Linked DNA regions of Gasterosteus aculeatus: all the other regions are linked to region 2. Evidence: chromatin contacts called from public Hi-C data. All regions are on one chromosome and are shown on one strand. Each heading gives the region's core, a stretch centred on a gene start, on an enhancer-like site or on the middle of the called end of the contact. The rest is flanking DNA. Distances are from core to core; before and after follow the strand shown.

Region 1 (3,817 bases), core at 1,284-3,783, 220 kb before region 2:
CATTGTTCCGCTGCTGACGGCCTCATTATTTAAAGAGAAGCCATTAGGCGCTCATTAATGTGCTAATTACAACACGCCGATGGACAATCCCGACACAATTACCCCCCCCCCCCCCCCCCCATCCCCTCCTCTATTCAGACCCATGGCCGTCACTTGGATATAAGGCATAGTGCTTTCCGAAAGTCCAAACCGATCTTATAACTTTTAGAAAACAGCACATTTTCTTTAAAGAGCTGATATGCGCGGGGGGGGGGGGGTTTAAGTCTCAAGTGTCAAATGACCCAACCCCCCCACCCCCCCCCCCCACCACACACACACCTCTCCTCCCCCGCTCAGACCCGGGACAGAGGCATCTGTTTGGGGCAGGAGACCGAGCTGGCCGTCCCGGACCTCCAGGTCAGCCCCGTGCTGACGTCACTGTACATGGAGCCCGCCGAGGCTTTGCTCCCCCAGCAGCAGCGCGTGCAAAAAGTCCGCCACGAGTCGAGGGTCTTCCCGGACCAGATCCAGGCCCCGGACGTGATGCCCACCAGGAGGCACATGAAGTACTTGAGCATGAACACGGCGTAGTCCGGCCTCGGCCGGCTCGGGTCCGCCACGCACGTGCAGTTGTGCGTGATTTCCCACGCCTGTCGGTTGTGCTGCTCGTAAAAGTAGCAGGCCACTATGACGGTGGCCGGGACGGTGTAGAGAACTGTGAAAACCCCGATCCGGATCATCAGCCTCTCCAGCTTGTCGGTCTTGGTGCCCCCTTGCTTGATGACGCTCCTGATCCGGAACAGGGAGACGAACCCGGCCAGCAGGAACATGGTCCCGATGAACAGGTAGATGACCAGCGGGGCCAACACGAAACCCCGCAGGTTATCCAAGTTCTGGTTTCCCACGTAGCAGATCCCGGCCACGGAGTCCCCGTCCACGGAGCTCAGGGCCAGAACTGCTATGGACTTCATGCTGGGGATGAGCCAGGCTGCCAAGTGGAAGTACTGCGCGTAACTGGCGATCGCCTCGTTCCCCCACTTCATGCCGGCGGCCAGGAACCAGGTGAGGGACAGGATCACCCACCAGATGGAGCTGGCCATGCCGAAGAAGTAGATGAGCAGGAAGACGACGGTGCAGAGCGCAGGACCCGTGGTCTCGTAGTGGATGTGCTCCGCGCCGTTCTCCCGGTTGCACGCCACTTCCTCGTGACCCGCGATCAGCCTCACGATGTAGCCAACGGACACGAACATGTAGCACGCGGAGAGGAAGATGATGGGCCGCTCCGGATACTTGAACCTCTCCATGTCGATCAAAAAGGTGGCCACGGTCGCGAAGGTGGAGATGAAACACAGGACGGACCACAGGCCGATCCAGAAGGCGGTGAAAGTCCTCTCCTCCTGGGTGAAGAAGGGGCTGCGGCACGGCACGGCGCAGTTCGGGATCTGACCCGTCTTGACGCGGTTGCGCAGCGGGTGCCCGTCGCCGGTCACCGGCACCATGGGCGCGCGGCAGAAGCAGCCCGGCTCGCACGGGGACGCCGCCGGTTTGTGCTTCCCGTTGCCGCTCTTCTTCCTGGGGTTGTACGGCTTCGGGGGTCGGTTGCTCGGCTTGGCCAACACGGGAGACGCCGTGGTGGTCTGGCTGCGGTTGTAGTCCATGCACAGCGTGTCCTGGTTGCCTTGCTCGGGCAGCAGGTCGCACCGCATCCGGTCCGGCCACGGGAACCCGTACTGCCTCATGAGCGGCGCGCAGCCGGCCTTGGCTCGCTCGCACACGCTCCGGCACGGCGGCAGCGGCTTCTTGTAGTCCTCCAGGCAGATCGGCGTGTACATGCTGCAGAGGAAGAAGCGCAGGTCCGGGGAGCACTTGATCTCCACCAGCGGCCAGAACTGGTGCACCTCCAGGCCGGCTTCGTCCTGCGTGTCGTGGTTGAACTGGTTGGGCATGTAGGTGTAGTTGTAGCCGATCCCCTTGCACAGAGGCACGGAGATCTCCTGGCACTGGAGCTCCTTGGCCGCCATGCAGCCGTGCGCGACCAGCGCCACCAGCGCGCACCAGCCCGGGATGCTCCTCTCCATCGCGGCGCGCTCAGTCCAGGGAGGCTGCAGACGTCATGCTAGAGAGATAGTTTGTGATGGTCCGTTACTTTCACACAGTCTAGTCTCCCCCCCCTCTCTCTCGCTCTTTGTGTCACTGCTGCACCGAGGCTGTCTGTGCACGCTCCTCCACTGGTGGGTGCGTTGGGTTTTATACAGCAGTGGCGAAGACACACCTCCGGCATGGGCGGGGAGGGGGAGAACAAGTCAACCAAGCGCTTCTTATGTTGGGTGTTTGTTTAAAATGTTCACCCTGGAGGAAGGGTTATAATCTCTGCTAACACACACACGCACACACACACACGCACGCACGCACACACAGAGCCCTGTATAAACAACAAGGAGAGGGCTGATTATCATACAATAGATGCATTAGGGAGAAATGTGATTAGCATACAGACAGTAGTAAGGAGTCTGCCTCCCCACTCATTAGTCTGACGGATACAGGAAGTACCTGAATGCACATCACAATAAAAATTAAAACCGCCGTTTCCTTTCTTCATCTAAATGTTTTGTTAACCACCGGAGGTCATGATACCCAAACACACTTTATATATAATATGTCTCTGCTCATATTGAGTGGCAATTTTCTTGCAACTTGAACCCAAGTATTAATGGCCTGTGTTTCTATTTGGCAGGCTGGCGTTCTTCATGAAGCCAGATGTTTTGGGGACCACACAGGTCCGACCCTGAAGAGCTGTACTCAGGTTTAAGTCCTGCAACTGCAAGATGCTAGATATAGAATCTCTGCCCTGCCGTGCATCTCTAAATACAGACATTGATTACATTTCTTAATTGTGAGGCAGAATACTGCAGCTTTTTTCGGTGTAAACAAATACAGCTGGAGGTTCCTCGTGTCCTCTGTTCCTTATTCCAGTTGATCTGATATTTTTTTCTCTTAAAATGATCTTTTCAGGAAGACGAATGGAAGTCATCAAATTCAAATCAGTCAAAATGTCATCGAACAACGAACGCTATGCAAAAATAATCATCAATCATTGTTACGGTTTACAGTCAAGAATCTTATTTCATTGTCTGTTCTGTCGTGGTGAGGAAAACCTTTTGTTCAGCCACATGGGGGGCGAACTCTTTTGGTAGATGTTTTTTGTTTCCTGCTATTATAACGTATTATAACACACGAATATCATGTCTAACTTTTCACATTACGGTAGTTTATTGCAGTTTTTCTACCTGATTTAATTTAACTCAAACTATTCAATACTGTCTCTGAACCAAAATAAATGTTACTTATTAAACTATGAATAAGTGAAGTTAAAACAGGCAGTGATGGTCGGATGATGTCAGATGACGTACAAATAATAAGACATCAACTGTTTACACTGTTCAATACAGTGCAAACTATTCGTATTGTGCCCAAACGATATCTTTCTCTAGGTTTACGGTAAGATCATTATTTTATCTGCTTTAATTGTCCGTGCGTCAATTATTCATCTGCGAATAGTTGTGGAAGCCACAAGGGCGCAGCGGCCTGGTGCTGTGATGTCACTTCCTGTCTCCTCTCAGTCCGACGCTGAACGGGAAAAAAACCCACGTGTCTACACGCGCATGTGTGTAACAGCAAGAGAGTATTCAACGGGACCAGAGGACGTGTGTGTGTGTGTGTGTGTGTGGTAAGGGAGGTTAATGTGGTCTTGTTAGCTCACAGCGGGGGGGGGGGGGTCGTCTTGGTCTCAAGGGAGGGAGGGGCTGTTTGTCTAAACGCTGGTGCTGATGCTTCACTC
Region 2 (4,186 bases), core at 1,153-3,652:
ACCATGACAGGAGGAATAACTTTTTCAAAGTTGTCAGCTAATTTGTTCACACAACACTAAACAACAAGTGGTGGAGTATTTTAACGTTTTTAGAACCAAAAAAGCATGAGAAATGTTTTCTTCCTCCTGGGAAGGAGGTGTGGGGGGTTAATCCAGGGATGTCAAACATACGACCCACGGGCCGAATCCTGCCCGCCGGGGGGGTTAACCACGTTAAACTACATGTGGTTCCACCTGAAAATGGCTCTACGTACAATTACGACTGATAAAAGAAGAAGAGCGACTGTTTACGAGCCGCAACGTTAGGAAACCACCGAGAGCGGTTCGGTCTCGATTTGAGTCCTCAGGAACCAGCTAAATTCCACTGATGTCACATTTGCTTTAACTTTCCACGCGACCAGGTGTTAGAGATGAACATTTCCGCGGCGTCTCTGTCTCATCCACGCTTTGTGTGATCAAGGTCTTCCCTTATAAAGAAGTGGAGCCGGCTTCCATGTTGGAGGACGCTGCTGCTCTGTGAGAAGCCCTTAATGCCTCCTCACCAAGCCTTTCTATTCATGCGGCTGCAAAACACCCCACGTGCTGTGGCTGGAAACACAAGGGACGGCCGTGGTGTTTTCCAAAAGATATTCCATTTGAAAAAGCAGTATTGCTGCTGTAGATACAAGCAGGGAGACGTTTGCGGTGTGAGGACACGTTGCTCGGGGGTCTCTGTGAGGGGCAGTTCTCCACTGGGTGTTTCTGGTGACCGTCTCTTGCTGTTGTAACCTTTCTGTGGTATAGTTTTTGGCGGCGCACTTAAACAGCCTACCAGCGGAAGGCCTTAAATCGCTTGAAATTCACACTGTAAATCATATAATTATTACTCATCATGCAGCTGAGCTTTGCTCAAACATTGCAAATTATTTTTAAAATCCTTGTTGAAACCCGAAGGTTTCCAGCAACAACCAAACGGCAGTCTGACATGTGAGGCAACAAGAGTGAAATGATGCAAGGGACCTCTAACATGATCCATTTCATCTGTCAGTGCAGCCACACAATAATAGGGTCTTGGGTTTGAATACACCGTGCATGAGGCTGAATTACAAACTGGGATGAGTCGGCCCCCAGGTCCCCCAGAAAACATACGTTTGCTGCATAGCAATTGGTTCGTGGGACTTTGATTACTTGTAACAGAGAAAGCGTGACAAACGAAGGCCTAAAGGTGGGAGCTGCTTTACCGTGTAATCCAAAGAGTCTGTTTCGAAGGGCGTCCCCGTGCCGAGATCCAGCTACAAGACCAAGATTACTTCACAGGGCTTTACTTACAAGTTGCATATTCCGAAGTTGATTTGGATTTAATCCCTTCAGCGCAAAGTAACCCTGGAGCACAGGTAGTATTCTATCACCTGGAATGAAGGACGTGATGACGGGCCAGACGTTTATTTTTGTCCACTTGACCTTCTAAGATTAATACAGACATGATTAAGGTCTATGTGCTAAATAGGAAAATACGAAATTGTGAAATTGTCATGCATGTGTTTTGTAGCATTGAAACTACTCAGATAAATGAATAATCTTCATGTATGTAGAGGAAATGACAATAAAGTAACAGACAACAGGACAGGATGAAAAAAGTCTTAAGCACACACTTGGATTTAAAACTCGCCACATGTCGGTGATGGAAAGGAATTTGTACCCACCAGTGAGTCATTTGCAGGTTATGAATTCATTTTGAAATTGAAACATAATGTTGAAACTAGCAATGACCAATCATGAGTATAAAATGTACTAACCACCGTCAGCTGTAGAAATCTCTCAGTAGAACAAAGACACAGAAACACCTTTGAAAGTGAGATTCTTTTCACTCTCTATCGCACAGTAAAAGCAATTTGCAATGTCACAGCAATTATAAAAGTTGCTTAGCAACACTGAAGCAGGCAGTATTAATGCGTGTAAATATGATTGCATGCAAACTGAAGTACATGTGAGGGACAGTTTTCTCAATCAAGGTTGTCCAGTGGCACTTTCATAATACCCCCCTCCCCCACTTTTTGGGACCCTTGAACATTTTGAAAGAAAAACTATTGAATATTTTGTGAAACGCTTGGCTTAACACGATCTAACAGAGACATCTGCTGGAAAGCAGACTGAGTTACACCTCTATAGAAAAAAAAAGTGACGATTAAATATTGTGATGAATGAACTAACGTGACACTGTAAATTCAAAAGAAAGTGTGATATAGACCCGTGTTAGATATGTGTTATACATGGGTTTTAATATTGTTTGCCCTTCAAACGCGCCCCGTGGTTTAATAATATTTGTGATGTTACGTAGGACCAATCATATCTGCTCTTCATTCCCCCTCGACCAATCAAAAACAGGCTTGTTTGTGGGGGGGAGTTCCGTCCGTCGAAAGCTGCCTCAGCGAATATTTCTAGAGCTCCAATGCGAACGGATAGGTCTAAGTAGAGGCGGAAATGTTTGGCAGATCTGTGATCTGCGCAGGCGCGGCGGCCATTTTTTTTAATGCGTGCAGCCGAATGTGTCAAACTGTCCCACACACGGCACGAGAGGACACCGGCCCGGGATGCACAACCAGAATGAGGTGGAATTATTAACACCATTTGTTTAAAACCGGGTAGCCCCTCTAGCCTGTGAGTACAAATACCAAAAAAACATCAGTTGCGAAGCCATGTTTCGACAAACGAAGGTGGTGCTCCAGAAGCTTCTGCGTCTACGGTGAGTTAACGTTAGCGAACGAGTTGCCAGTCAATGAAATACAACTTTTTTCACAAAGTGTCTTTGCCGGTGTGACTGAATTCATAACGAAACTTTGACCATTGTGGAAATGTGACGTTGGGTTTTTGACTGATGCAACATTACCGTTACGTTAACCTTCACGTTAACTAACGTTAGTTTGCTGACGTCACTTGGTGGTTAACGGGTTGTTTACGGTAAACCAACCTCAGGTTAACGGTTAGCTTAACTGCACTCAACCGGTGGGGAAGTATGAGTTACTGTTAAGTTAGCTAGCTTGAGTTAGTTAACGTTAACTAACCGGCATGTTAAGTCATTTTCTGAATTGAAGGATGAAAAACCAGCCAATGGTTTTAATTTCAGTCACTACTTTTCACCTTTTTTTGATCAGTCGTGGCTGCATTTGCGTTTTGAACAGATATATTTGTATAACAGAGGGAACCTCTGATTAAACTGCATCACCTTGAACAATATTAAGCATTTGTCTGTTTTCTTCTTCCAGCTTCAATAGACCGCAGCAAGCCTGGAGGCTGCAGAGCTCTTTAGTAAACGAGAAGGCTTGTCAGTACCAACCGGGGCAGAACATCCACGGCTTTACTGTCAAAGAGGTAAAGAAACGTCATTCAAGCCTCCATAAATCATTTTTTTGAGGGTCAAGATGTCATTGTTTCGAGGTTTGATTCGGTGTCTGTTCCTCTAAGGTTGTCGGGGTCCCTGACCTGTTCATCACAGCAGTGAAGCTGACCCACGATCAAACCGGAGCTCAGTACCTCCACGCAGCCAGAGACGACTCCAACAACCTCTTCAGGTCGCCTCGTGTTCTCTGTGCAGTCGCGCTGAAACGGCAGCGTCTCTTTTTCTCTCCAGCTTAGTGAATTGGACCAAAAAAAACAACCAATGCCTCTCTTTTGTGTTTCAGTGTCCAGTTCAGAACGACCCCCCTGGACAACACGGGCGTCCCGCACATCCTGGAGCACACGGTGCTTTGTGGATCCAAGAGGTACCCCTGCAGGGACCCTTTCTTCAAGATGCTGGACAGGTCGCTGTCCACCTTCATGAATGCTTTCACAGGTATACATCAATGGGACCCTAAATGAGGGGGGGTGTGCTTGCACCCACAGGAATGTTGTGAATTTAAAATCAATCAGGGAGTCTTGGGGGGGTCAATGTCCCTTCATCCTCAAGGGGGGCCCTGACAGGAAGAGGTTTGGTAACTGGTTGTTTTTTGTTTGTTTGCTGGTGAACAGCCAATGACTACACCATGTATCCGTTCTCAACGCAAAATGGGAAGGACTTCCAGAATCTTCTGTCGGTCTACCTGGACGCAGTTTTCTTCCCTATTTTACGAGAGCAGGACTTCTGGTGAGTTATTACATGTTACGATGCTTAAACGGCTCATTTATATCTTCGTAAAACACGTAGCCAAAGTAGAATGTTGTGGTTTCT
Region 3 (4,049 bases), core at 514-3,013, 140 kb before region 2:
ATTAGATTTTCTTTTTTCCCTACTTCATCTGATGGAGAGATTATCGTTTGCTTAATGGCGGCGGCGCGGCTCATATCGGCCATCGGCCCGGCCCCCGGGGTCAAACTCGCTCCGGGACGCCGAAACTTTCATCTCCGCGTCTCGTGTCACAGAGATCAGCAGGAAGGGGGGGGGCGAGAGGGGAGACGTACATATCTGACCTTTAAAAGAAAGCGAACGTTTTCTCCCCGCAAACCCGTGACAACCATCGTGAGCGGGCCGCTCCGCTCTTGACCTTTTCTCCGCCGCTCTCCTGAGTGACAGTTGGACACCAGTCGGCCTGGCGAGTACGCAGTGACCCAAAGGTCGCAGGTCCAACTGAAGCTCGGGGATATTTAGGAAAACACGCGGGGGCGAGCGCTCGACGTCGCGGCCCGGTTCCTTCGACAGGATGTTTTGAAGTTTGGACTGAATTTAAGGCCTCGAGGCCCCCCGTCCCCCCCACCTGTCCGTCCGCGTGGGCCTTTGTCTGACTTTGCTCAGCGCTGTGACTGTTTGAGACGTCGCTCACGCTGCGGTCATTTCAGTGAAGGTGTGACTGAGAACAGTGAAATTAGCTGGAAATATTCTCTGGAAATGTGACTGTCTCTTTGGAGGGAAGTCATTTGAATTTCTCTTCATCCTTTTCTGTTCTTAAATTCAGACGTTCTGTCTCAGCAGTCGAGCAGCTGACCTTTGACCTATTTTACTGGGCGCAGAAGCGATGCTGCGAGGAAGACATACAAGCAAAGCAGTCGTTCCTAATGAGACAAAGATCAGATACTTGATGATCAATATTACGAATACAAAAGCCACAACGAGGAAAGTTAAACTCCAACGGCTTTCTGTCAAAAGGAAACAAAATGTTGGAAGCGGAATAGCTGCATGGTAGCAGCATTAATAGCATTATAGTGCTAACAACGTCATAAAACAAGCCCCAAGCATGAAAGCATCACTTTCTGTGGGGCAAAAGAAAAGTTCTGCACTAAGTGCTTTATAGTTGAGTGAGTAATAAAAGCAAGGTGGAAATATGAGCAGTGAAACTGTGGGAGACTAATGAACACGAAGGGTAGATAATAAAACAAAGACAATAAAATGGATACAGGACAATAAAAATATTAAAAAACAACATTTTCAAAGAAACACAATAAATGAATATAAACTTTGATGAACTGCTGAGCAGATGTTATTAATTGGAGTGAGTAACTGACTGCTGTGGGTTCATTTTTATTTCAACTGTGTTTTTTACATGCTATAATAATAGTATAACAGTATATATAATATTATATGATATTGTACGTATTTTAGTTGCTGAACACTTGACCAGGTTATTTTCCTCTCTGGAGCAGCACTGATGTGCTGTTTTTCCACTCAGCAGCTCACAAGTCCTCGGCTGTGTGTTACGTGTATCCAGCTGCTAATGTGTAGTATAATAACCCTTATTGTCCCTGGGGGGTTGGGGGTGGAGGGGGGTGGAGGGGGAGGGGGGGGCAGTGCAATTGGTGTAATGAAATTAGTGCAGACGCGAGCTGCCAAGTCTGCAGCTCGCTTGTGCTTTTATTTTGATACCCTGTGGCGAGCGGCACATTTTGGAGACATATGACCATCCCACCCCCCCCCCCCCCCCGTTCCCCAACATGCATTGCAACGCACTGCAGTCCTGTCAGTCAGCGTACTGACACACTCTGCATTCCCCCCCCCCCCCCCCCGTCTCTGCATGCTGGGTTTCATTTTAGCGCTCGCAGTAGGTGCCAAGAAAGAAACTCCCAGGATTAATGCTGGGCTCATTTCCCAGGTCAGGTTTTCATTGATTGATACAGAGTACAATTACATAACCTGCAATGCATAACCCCCCACCCCCCTTCCCGGCAATTATTAGTATGATTTCCTTTATTGGGCCCTGCGTGAACTCCTGGGACCGGCTCCCTCGTTGCACTGCCGGCCATTAAAGACCCGACCTGCCGTTTTCAACGTGTCTCCGCTGCCAGAGTCGCTTTACTGTGACGGTTACACGGCTCGGAATGACAGCGGGATTCTGTCTTTTCTATTTCTCGTGTCTCGGGGTAAAACGAGGCCCGTAATGAGAAGCAATAACACCAGATCGATATGTTCTGTACGTCATGTTCTAACGGGAAAAAAAAAGAAATCCGAGCGTCAAACAAATGAAAATATCTGCCGGCAGACTGAGATCATTGATTGAGTTTTTTTCATTTTGATTTATTTTGAAAAGGTTCTTTCGTTTGGATCAAAACTAAACTACATCGGAGGTTAGAGGAAAAATCTCCCCCCACAGCTTGAATCCTGCTCCCCAGTCGGTCCGAGACGAAGAGAGGAGCTTCCTGTCCTGCTCGGCACCTCGGGCCTCTTTCTTTTATGACATTTTATTGACTTATAGCCTTAATTGATAAATAAATTGAAGTATAAGAAGTGAACTTAAAAGTTACATCTGGAATATTTCTCCAATGGCTGAAAAGCAAAGCACTCAGCAATTTCATCTTGGACATTTTCTGCTCCCATGTTGAACGTCAGTGTGTTTGTACTTGCTGTCGGAGTGAAGAGAGAAATCCGAGTCAACGGTGGATCAGAGGATGAAACCTCCTCCGTGGGCGGCGAGTATGAAACACAGATGAAACCTGCGAGCCGCTCCGTCTGTAAGCTGCCGTCACTGTGTAAACGCCGCCTGTCTATTGGCTAGTCTCACGCGGGGGGGGGGGGGTCCGTCAGACAGACGGGCCCGGGAGCAGGTGGGCTGGCACCGGTCGGGTTCTCCGGGGTTCAGCCGCCTCGCAACTGCAGGTGAAATCAAAGATTTGTGCAAAAAGGTTCTTTTCCGAACGTGATCACACACTTGTAAGTATTCGTCTCATGTGGCCGTTGAGAGCGTGAATGAAACCAAGACTAAAGATGAGAAGAACTTATTTCATTTCATCTCACAGAACGCATGATGGAACGACCTGAGAGTAGAAGAATCTTTGTTTTTAATGTGTTTTTTAGATCTAGATTTTCTTCCTCCAGTTCCCCATAAAAAGACACAGCTGGATTGTTATTCTACGATTTCATCAGTGTTTGTTATTGATCCAATATTTAACAAAAGGCCAACACACACGCACCCACACACACGCAGGTACGATTGGAAAACAAAAACAGAAATACACAAAATCTAGAGAAACCCTCGTCGCACATTAACAACAATACCGACATGATCGTATTTATCCATCACGCTTCTCTGACACGCGTGGAAACACGGCTGGGGAGTCTTGCCGGTGCCGCTCGTCCTCCGGCATTACCATAGATAATGTTTAATTATGCTAATTCAATCGCAATCATTTCGAAAACCAAATGACGACGTTGCCTGAGCTCATGAATATTCATGAGACGCAGCTAAAGAGGTTAATTGTGCGTCATCGGGAGTTGTGTTCGCGGCCTTGAAGGGGAAGGATCGACTGGACTGTGGTGTGGGGGGGGGGGGGGAGAAGGGAGCTGACTCGTCTGATGGCGTCCACCCACTGGAGGTGCGCTTGATTTTAACCCCAGCAGCGTGCAGACTTTTCATCATTTCCGTCACTCAGCATCACATCACATGAGAACCGACATTTTGGCAAGACGGGGCACCATGGAGAGCAGGTCCAGCAGTAGGGTTAGGGTTCCGCCACCGTTCCCTGAATGTGTTCATCATCGTGGTCATTGCCTGGTTAAAAGTTGGCCAGTAAAAGAAGCAGTAAACGGAAGGGTCAGTTCACCCAAATCACATACGAATGTCACTGAGATTCCCCCCTCCCGTTTCAACGGAGGTGAATGCAAACAGAGAGTCAACGGCAACATTTCCAAAAGCAGTGAGTTCTCTTAGTAGCAAGCGATAGCGCCGAGCCGTCTTATTTTAACCCCCGGGATCTCCAGAAACCGTCCAGCTCTTTTCATTTTCTAAAGCTCGGCTGGAAGTGAACCCTCTGATCTGAAGCTGTCGCGTGTGTCTCATCCCGCCGCTTGCAGATCGGATGTGAACGGTTTCCCCGTGTGGAGGTTCTAATATT

The links. Hi-C and Micro-C count contacts between places; a contact is called where the count stands out from the background.
Region 1: a Hi-C map of skeletal muscle shows a contact between it and region 2, with 5 times the contacts expected there. The contact joins the promoter of LOC120815808 here to the promoter of pitrm1 in region 2. A contact is called at or near these places in 3 of 6 Hi-C or Micro-C datasets (skeletal muscle and tail fin).
Region 3: a Hi-C map of skeletal muscle shows a contact between it and region 2, with 10 times the contacts expected there. The contact joins the enhancer-like site here to the promoter of pitrm1 in region 2. A contact is called at or near these places in 5 of 6 Hi-C or Micro-C datasets (blood and trunk muscle, liver, skeletal muscle and 1 more).

What each region holds. Positions count from the first base shown.
Region 1 is chr3:15,934,237-15,938,053 of fGasAcu3.hap1.1, reverse strand. It overlaps LOC120815808 (frizzled-8), which reads right to left and starts at 2,533. Exons shown (of 1, transcript XM_040170788.2): 1 at 1-2,533. The coding sequence starts at 2,057. The coding sequence ends at 333.
Region 2 is chr3:15,717,359-15,721,544 of fGasAcu3.hap1.1, reverse strand. It overlaps pitrm1 (pitrilysin metallopeptidase 1), which reads left to right and starts at 2,402. Exons shown (of 27, transcript XM_040170326.2): 1 at 2,402-2,722; 2 at 3,243-3,348; 3 at 3,442-3,548; 4 at 3,660-3,811; 5 at 3,988-4,102. The coding sequence starts at 2,676.
Region 3 is chr3:15,858,920-15,862,968 of fGasAcu3.hap1.1, reverse strand. All of the region lies in intron 2 of LOC144405545 (a long non-coding RNA gene), which reads left to right. Among protein-coding and RNA genes, the nearest start is that of LOC144405545, 6.3 kb to the left of the region's middle. Within about 2 kb of position 1,763, at least 2 of the 9 cell types and tissues checked have open chromatin away from gene starts, as enhancers often do.